Regions from separate parts of the Lactuca sativa genome. Here region 1 is linked to region 2. The links are chromatin contacts, called in public Hi-C maps. All regions are on one chromosome and are shown on one strand. Each heading gives the region's core, a stretch centred on a gene start, on an enhancer-like site or on the middle of the called end of the contact. The rest is flanking DNA. Distances are from core to core; before and after follow the strand shown.

The links. A called contact is a pair of places that touch in the nucleus more often than the background predicts.
Region 1: a contact with region 2 is called in a Hi-C map of leaf, with 6 times the contacts expected there. The contact joins the promoter of LOC111888746 here to the promoter of LOC111888751 in region 2. A contact is called at or near these places in 2 of 4 Hi-C or Micro-C datasets (leaf and seed).

What each region holds. Positions count from the first base shown.
Region 1 is chr2:24,547,428-24,550,839 of Lsat_Salinas_v11, forward strand. LOC111888746 (hexokinase-2, chloroplastic) reads left to right here and starts at 2,109. Exons shown (of 8, transcript XM_023884860.3): 1 at 2,109-2,493; 2 at 2,660-2,810; 3 at 2,899-3,081. The coding sequence starts at 2,201.
Region 2 is chr2:24,392,915-24,396,304 of Lsat_Salinas_v11, forward strand. It overlaps LOC111888751 (WEB family protein At1g75720), which reads right to left and starts at 2,110. Exons shown (of 2, transcript XM_023884866.3): 1 at 1,793-2,110; 2 at 1-345. The coding sequence starts at 1,915.

The DNA.
Region 1 (3,412 bases), core at 859-3,358, 150 kb after region 2:
TCTCCAACAGGTATAGAAGACATACATTAACTGCGTCCTCATCCGATAACTCATTAACTAATTGTTTAAACACATATGTAACATGGTGTAATTTGACTAAGACATTCGTCGGGACCATAGGAAAGGCACGGGAACGAAAGGTGGCAACGAATGCAGAAGCAGAAAAATAGTCACCAAACCGGAAGTCGGTGATGAGACAAAATTCTTTCATCCCGAAAGATAGCTTGTAACCCCCAATCTCGAAACCCATTTTCTCTACTTGGCTTCGGGGTTCGGTGACAACTTCGTGGCAAAAGACGTAATGTAGAAGCAAATGACCCCCATCTACATTAAGAATGTCTAACCACCTCCTAAAACATGTATTCCGGAACATAGTCTTGCATTCAAGTATGTTTTTGAATGCCGCAAGAACTTCCCCACCGATTTTGGGTTTACACGAGAGTGTAATTGATGCATCAAAAACCATGTCATGCTGCACAAATAAAAAATGTGTTATCACTTCATTCTAAAATGGAAATGACCAATATTCTTGACCAGTTTTGAACTTGTTCTTCATGTTCCGGAACAATTCTTCGCGTTCCGGAATGAAATTTTATGATCTGGAACACGGCGTTTTGATGTAAATAAATTATATCTAAGCATTTAAAGTACTTTTCAATTGGTCCTACAAAATGACATCTTTAATTTAAACTCTATAACATTTTCTATTCTTTCTGGAGGCAGTCTACAAATTCCGGAACAGTAAGTAATAGTAGAAAAATAGAACCTTAAACAAAGAGAAAACGAAGAACATATATGTAAAATAACGGGGCCGTAGTGCTCGTCTTCTATGTCGGAGATGGGTGTCAATGCATGTCGGAGATGAGATTTGCATGTCGGAATCGAGTCAGAACGTCAGAACCGGAATGTGCCTTTCCGGATTGATATCGCCGCCACAAATTATATTCTGGGTTTTGAAATTCAAACTTCCGATCCGGAACATATACGGTTGATCCAGAATAGGCATTTTGGATCCAATGAAATGAGCCAGGCTAGTCGAAAAATAATCTGGAATTCGTTCCGGAACGACCCAATGCAAAATATGTGGTTATTTTACAAAAATATTATATTTAAAAAAAAAAAACTCAAAAAATGTTCCCCAATTTCCCTATTTTGTGCTTATTTTTATGCACACTTTATATTTATGAGTCGGATCACATATAATATAATTTTGATTATTTGAACTTTCATTAATTAATTAAAAAAAACTTACTTATTTTTCTGTACATACCCTTGTAATATATAATATGATTTTCCTTAATAATTTTCATTCTTTAACCTAAAAGAATAATCCTCGACTTTTTAAACATTAATGTTTACCCATCCATCGACAATTTAGTTAATGATATCGACCTTCTATATTTATTTAACAAATCCAACAATACCTAACTTTTATTAATACAAATATGACAATTCAATTTACAAAAGAGATTAACCCGTTGCCACATACACACCAAAAAAAAAAAAGAAAAAAAAAAGAAAAAAACGAAAAAAAGAAAAATGACATATTTTAAGGATCATAGTAATTTAAAAAACACAGAAAACAAAGTAACATTTGTAATGTTTTAATTAACCAAGTTGGGAAAAACTATTTTAATGTATAAAACGCGCTTTATTTTTTAATTTATACGTAATATTCATAATACATATGTAATATTTTTTTTTAAAGAATTTAGTAAATTAGTTATTTTAATACTATAGTAATTAATTATATACGAATAAATTTTTGTTATTTATCTGTAATAAAATAATTTATAAATTTCTAGTAATAAAAAGATATGGATAAAGTTTAGAACAACTAAATAAATATAAAAGTTATTTATGTAATATTATAGATATTAGATAAAACATAATATGCATAAAATATTTGTTTTGCTGTTCAATATAATTCAATAGATCAGAAATACCTATATTCATACTACTTTTATATTATTTTTATTAGTTTAATATAAACAATATTGTTAAGAGCTAGAGTTGGTCTAAAAGAATATATTTATTGAAATATTTAAATTATTAAATGATTAAATAACCAACACAGTGTTCCATCAAAGGAGCTGCAGAAGAAATAAAAGAAACCAACCGAACTCCTGATTCAGAACATGTACCTGTCCCGAGTTTCCACCCAACCAAAGATCCACCTTGATCTCACCGTCAATCAACAATGTCCTTCGCCGTCAACTCACCGCCGGCCGTCAGACACTTCCCCCTTTCCCGGTCATCCGTTTGCCGCACACCACGTGTCACCATGGTCGCCCGATCCACCACCGGTGTCTCAGTCTCCACCGCCGCTGCACTCCCTATATTAACCAAATTACAAAACGACTGTTCCACCCCTCTCCCCGTCCTCCGCCACGTCGCTGACGCCATGGCAACTGATATGCGAGCCGGCCTCGCCGTGGATGGCGGCAGTGATCTCAAGATGATCCTTAGTTATGTCGATTCTTTGCCAACTGGGTATGATCTGTTCTTTCAACTTTATCAATTTTAACTCTGGAATGTGATTACCACTTTTAAACCCAAAAGATTTCAAACTCTGGAATTCGAATTTGAAGCTTCTAAGTCAAATTCACTCCTTTATATTTGGATATTGAAACTGAACTAAAGAGGATTTTGTATATAGGAATGAGAGAGGGTTGTTCTATGCATTGGATCTTGGTGGAACAAATTTTCGAGTTCTTAGAACTCAATTAGGAGGAAAGGAAGAACGAGTGATAGACACGGAATTCGAGCAAGTTTCAATACCACAAGATATCATGTTTGGCACCTCCGAGGTCTGTTCTTCCATCATGATCATTCTCAATTAATTTGTTTCTTCAGTTCCAATCTCTTATTGATATATTCGGTTTAATGGATTTGTAGGAGCTGTTTGATTTTATTGCCTCTGCTTTAGCAAATTTTGTGAAAAAAGAGGGGGGAAAGTTTGTGTTGCAAAAAGACAGAAGTCGAGAAACGGGGTTTACTTTCTCTTTTCCGGTGAAACAAACCTCCATTGATTCCGGGATACTAATGAAATGGACTAAAGGTTTTGCAGTCTCGGGAACGGTTTGTATTTTTCTCTTTATTACATGGATCTGTATTGGACAAGACTTAACAAGCTTTCTAGGGCTATCTTCGATGAGAAACTATTTTCCACCTTGTTTCGTGGGACAGTTTTTGTCACATTTACATCAAACCCTGTCCAATGCATGCCAAACGTTGTACAAATCATGTTTTGTTCTGTCAATTTTTGTCACATTTACATCAAATCCTGTCCAATGCATGCCACACTCTATATAAATCATGTTGTGTAACGTGATACAAATCATGTTTTGTTCTGTGCTTTTGTGTCATTTACATCAAACCCTGTCCGATACATGCCAAACGTTGTACAAAT
Region 2 (3,390 bases), core at 860-3,359:
CATAACTTGTGCAACCGAAGGTGGATTTGCAAATGTCACGTATCTTTTCTTCTGAAATTCTAGTTCGGATGTTGCATTGTGACTTGTACTCTCTGGTTTCACTTCAAATTTGGTGACATCTTCTATGAATTCAAAATCCTCTTCAATGCCCGGGTGATTTTTGGAGTTTTGTTTAAGTTGTTGTAGCTCGTATTTGGTGCGTTCGAGTTCTTGTTGTAGAGAAGAAAGACAAGTTGCCATTAGCATTCGATCTTCTTGTGCCTCTTCAAGTCTTTGCTTTGTTTCCTCCAACTCTATGGTGATAGGCATAGGAATTTTTTCATATTCTTTCACATTGTTTTCTATCTGCATATTAATCTAAAAAAATTCAAATTAAATAAATAGATAAAAGTTGTTATATCTAGTGACAAAATATAACAGGTTAATCCATTGACTATCGGTTGGAAATTAAGCAACTTAAGATGGTTTCTACTTAAAATAAAAAAAAATGACAAAATATCATATGTGGAAGAGTAAATTACACGAATGGTCCTTATGGTTTAGGGTAATTTGCACGTTTGAGCCATAACTTAATTTTGTAACTTGGAAGGTCCCTAATGTTTGTTTTTGTTACGCGTTTGTTCTCTGTCTTACCTAAAAAGACTATTTGCCTTTTATTTTTTAATTTATTTAAATAAAACACCTCTAACCCCACCCCTTTCGTCTTAGCTTACCTACCGTACCATTTTTCTCTATTTAAACAATAGTCTTTTTAGGTAAGATAAGGACCAAATGTGTAACAAAAACAAACAATAGGGATCAAACGCGTAGCAAAAACAAACACAGGGTCCTTCTGAGATAAAAAAAAATAAGTTAGGAACCAAATGTGCAAATTATCTCAAACCATAGGGACCATTCATGTAATTTACTCTATGCGGAATAAACTGGAAAATTAATAGAAATTTTCTTATATATTTTGACAGTTAAACATGAAAATAACATAATTTTATATCATAAAATCGATAAGGCTTTTCCCGTGACTTCGGTCAGAAAGAATGCCTTCATTCACTTTTAAGCAATCCCCTTCTTTTCCATATAATATCGTTTTTTCCAGTGAGATAATAAATTCGTTACATCAACTTTTGTGTTTTCCTCCATTGTACTGATAGAATCTAGTGAAAAAAGTTTATTGATTATATATTTAAATTTAAATTAAAGATAAAGATCGTAATGTATTTTCATTGAGCTATTTATTATTAGTATTTTTATCCCCACATTATACTTTACAAAAATCTAATAATCAAACTATAAAATAATGTATATTGTTATAAATCTGCATGGCTTTTTCAAAAATAGTCTCTCAATAAGAAATTTGTAAAAATATAATCATATAACTACGTATATTTTTCAAAAACCCCGTTAATAAAAAAAAAGTTAAAAATCCAATTTTGTTAGATAAGATTTGTAGTAATCCTATATATTATCATAATTACTTTTAGTCAAAATAACTAAAATTTCAAACGTCAAATTGTAACAAACAACCACGAACAAAATTCTACTCGATAATGTATTATGTTAGCCTTTTGATGATAATTGAATACATAAAATATCAATGATATGAACACAAGAATTCGGTATATAGTTGGAATTAACATAGTTTCACTTGCAACACGCCAACACCATTAAATTTATGTAACAAAAAACTAAAAACATACGTATTAGAAGTTAAAATGATCGTTGATAATTTAAAGTTTCATTTTTTTAGTCTAAAAAAATGTAAAAGAAATGACAAGATTTGGAAAAAGAAGAAAACCTCTTTGAGTTTGTTGGCGTAAACTCCGCCGGCGAGAACTTTCTCGCCGAACAAGGCGACGGCCTCTTTGACGGACTTGAAAGGGGCGGTGGTATCGATTTCTGCTCTTTTCATCATCATCATTAATTTGATTAGTGAGTGAGTGGGAAGAGAGATAGATATGGTGAACAGAAGCTTCCTTTCTTCGCGGCCACTTCACTTGCTGATAGAATTCTGTTACAGGTGGGAGCACCATTTGTTTATTGCTTCTTATCAAGTTGTTGACTTGAGATGGGTCATGGGCTTCAGTTTTGTTTTAATTTTTAGGCTAGTTGGGCCCATTTTGGGTTGTTGGAACTTGGAATAATGGAATTTGATTGTTAGTAATAACTAACCGGATTAAAATTAGATCAAGCCCGATTGTGTTTGGTTTTGTTGTTAGATTTAGAAAAGAAAAAAAATTATTTATCTTTAGGTAGTAATTTAAGAATAAAAAATAGTAAGGATAGGAAAAAAAAAGTAGAGGTGACAAAAAGAAATACGATAGAATAAAGATCCGCCCGATTTTGATTTGCACGAAATAAGTATATGTAGGTAAGAGATTTCAGTTCGTTTAATTAAATAGATTGGTCTGAAACCATACAAAAGTTAACGGATAATGAAATGTTCAAGTTATTTCAACTCGTTTAATATAACAACCTGACATGACACATTTATAAGGTCTACTAAAAACCCTAGATCTCACAAAGAGTTACATGGTGTATATATTATATGATCATCATATGATAGTTAAATTGTGAAACACTAACCATAAAATGAGATACCAAACATCTTTTATAGGATTCCTTTTCATGACCGTTATATTGTTGTGCAACAAGAGAACATTTTGTAGTCGGTTCGGAAAACATAATCAAATATCTTTTTTTTTGACAAAATTTCAAATATAAAATGATGTCGGTTTATATTCATATTATTTAAACTAACATAAATGATTGTTTATATTTGAGTACTAGTCTAGTTTTTGACCAAAACGCATGTAATCATTATTGGACCGATATTAGACCATATTATTGATATGTTTTCTTTAAACTTCCTAGATTAATTACATGATACCGGAAACAAACAATTTTAATATGAGGCAAGTAAACTTTAAGATTTACAAAGATCTGTAACCTAATTGATATTAACAGCAACATGATGGATAATAATTACTAACATTCATCAAAACCAATTTGCTTGAAGAACTTTAATGTTGATTGAATTCCAACAAACCAAGGAAGATAGCTGTAACCGCCCCTCCCCCCCCCCCCCCCCCCCTCTTCCTAGCACGTATCACAATTGTTCTTCTCTAGCATGCTTAACTACATAGTTCTTATAGGATATGTTGCCCTCACTACTTTGAAACGTGTTGTAATAGGAAAGGTATCTACACTCCTTATAAGGAATGCTTAGTTCTCCATCCCAACCGGTATGGTAGGAAAGGTATCCACACTCCCTATAAGGGTACTATTTAAGCATCTCTAACTTTTAAGGTTTCTAAAAATAAGCCTTCATCTTCTAAAGAACGAAACCCTAGCCTCCATTACCCTCTCCTCCCTCCTTTTGCTTGTTGTGGGTGC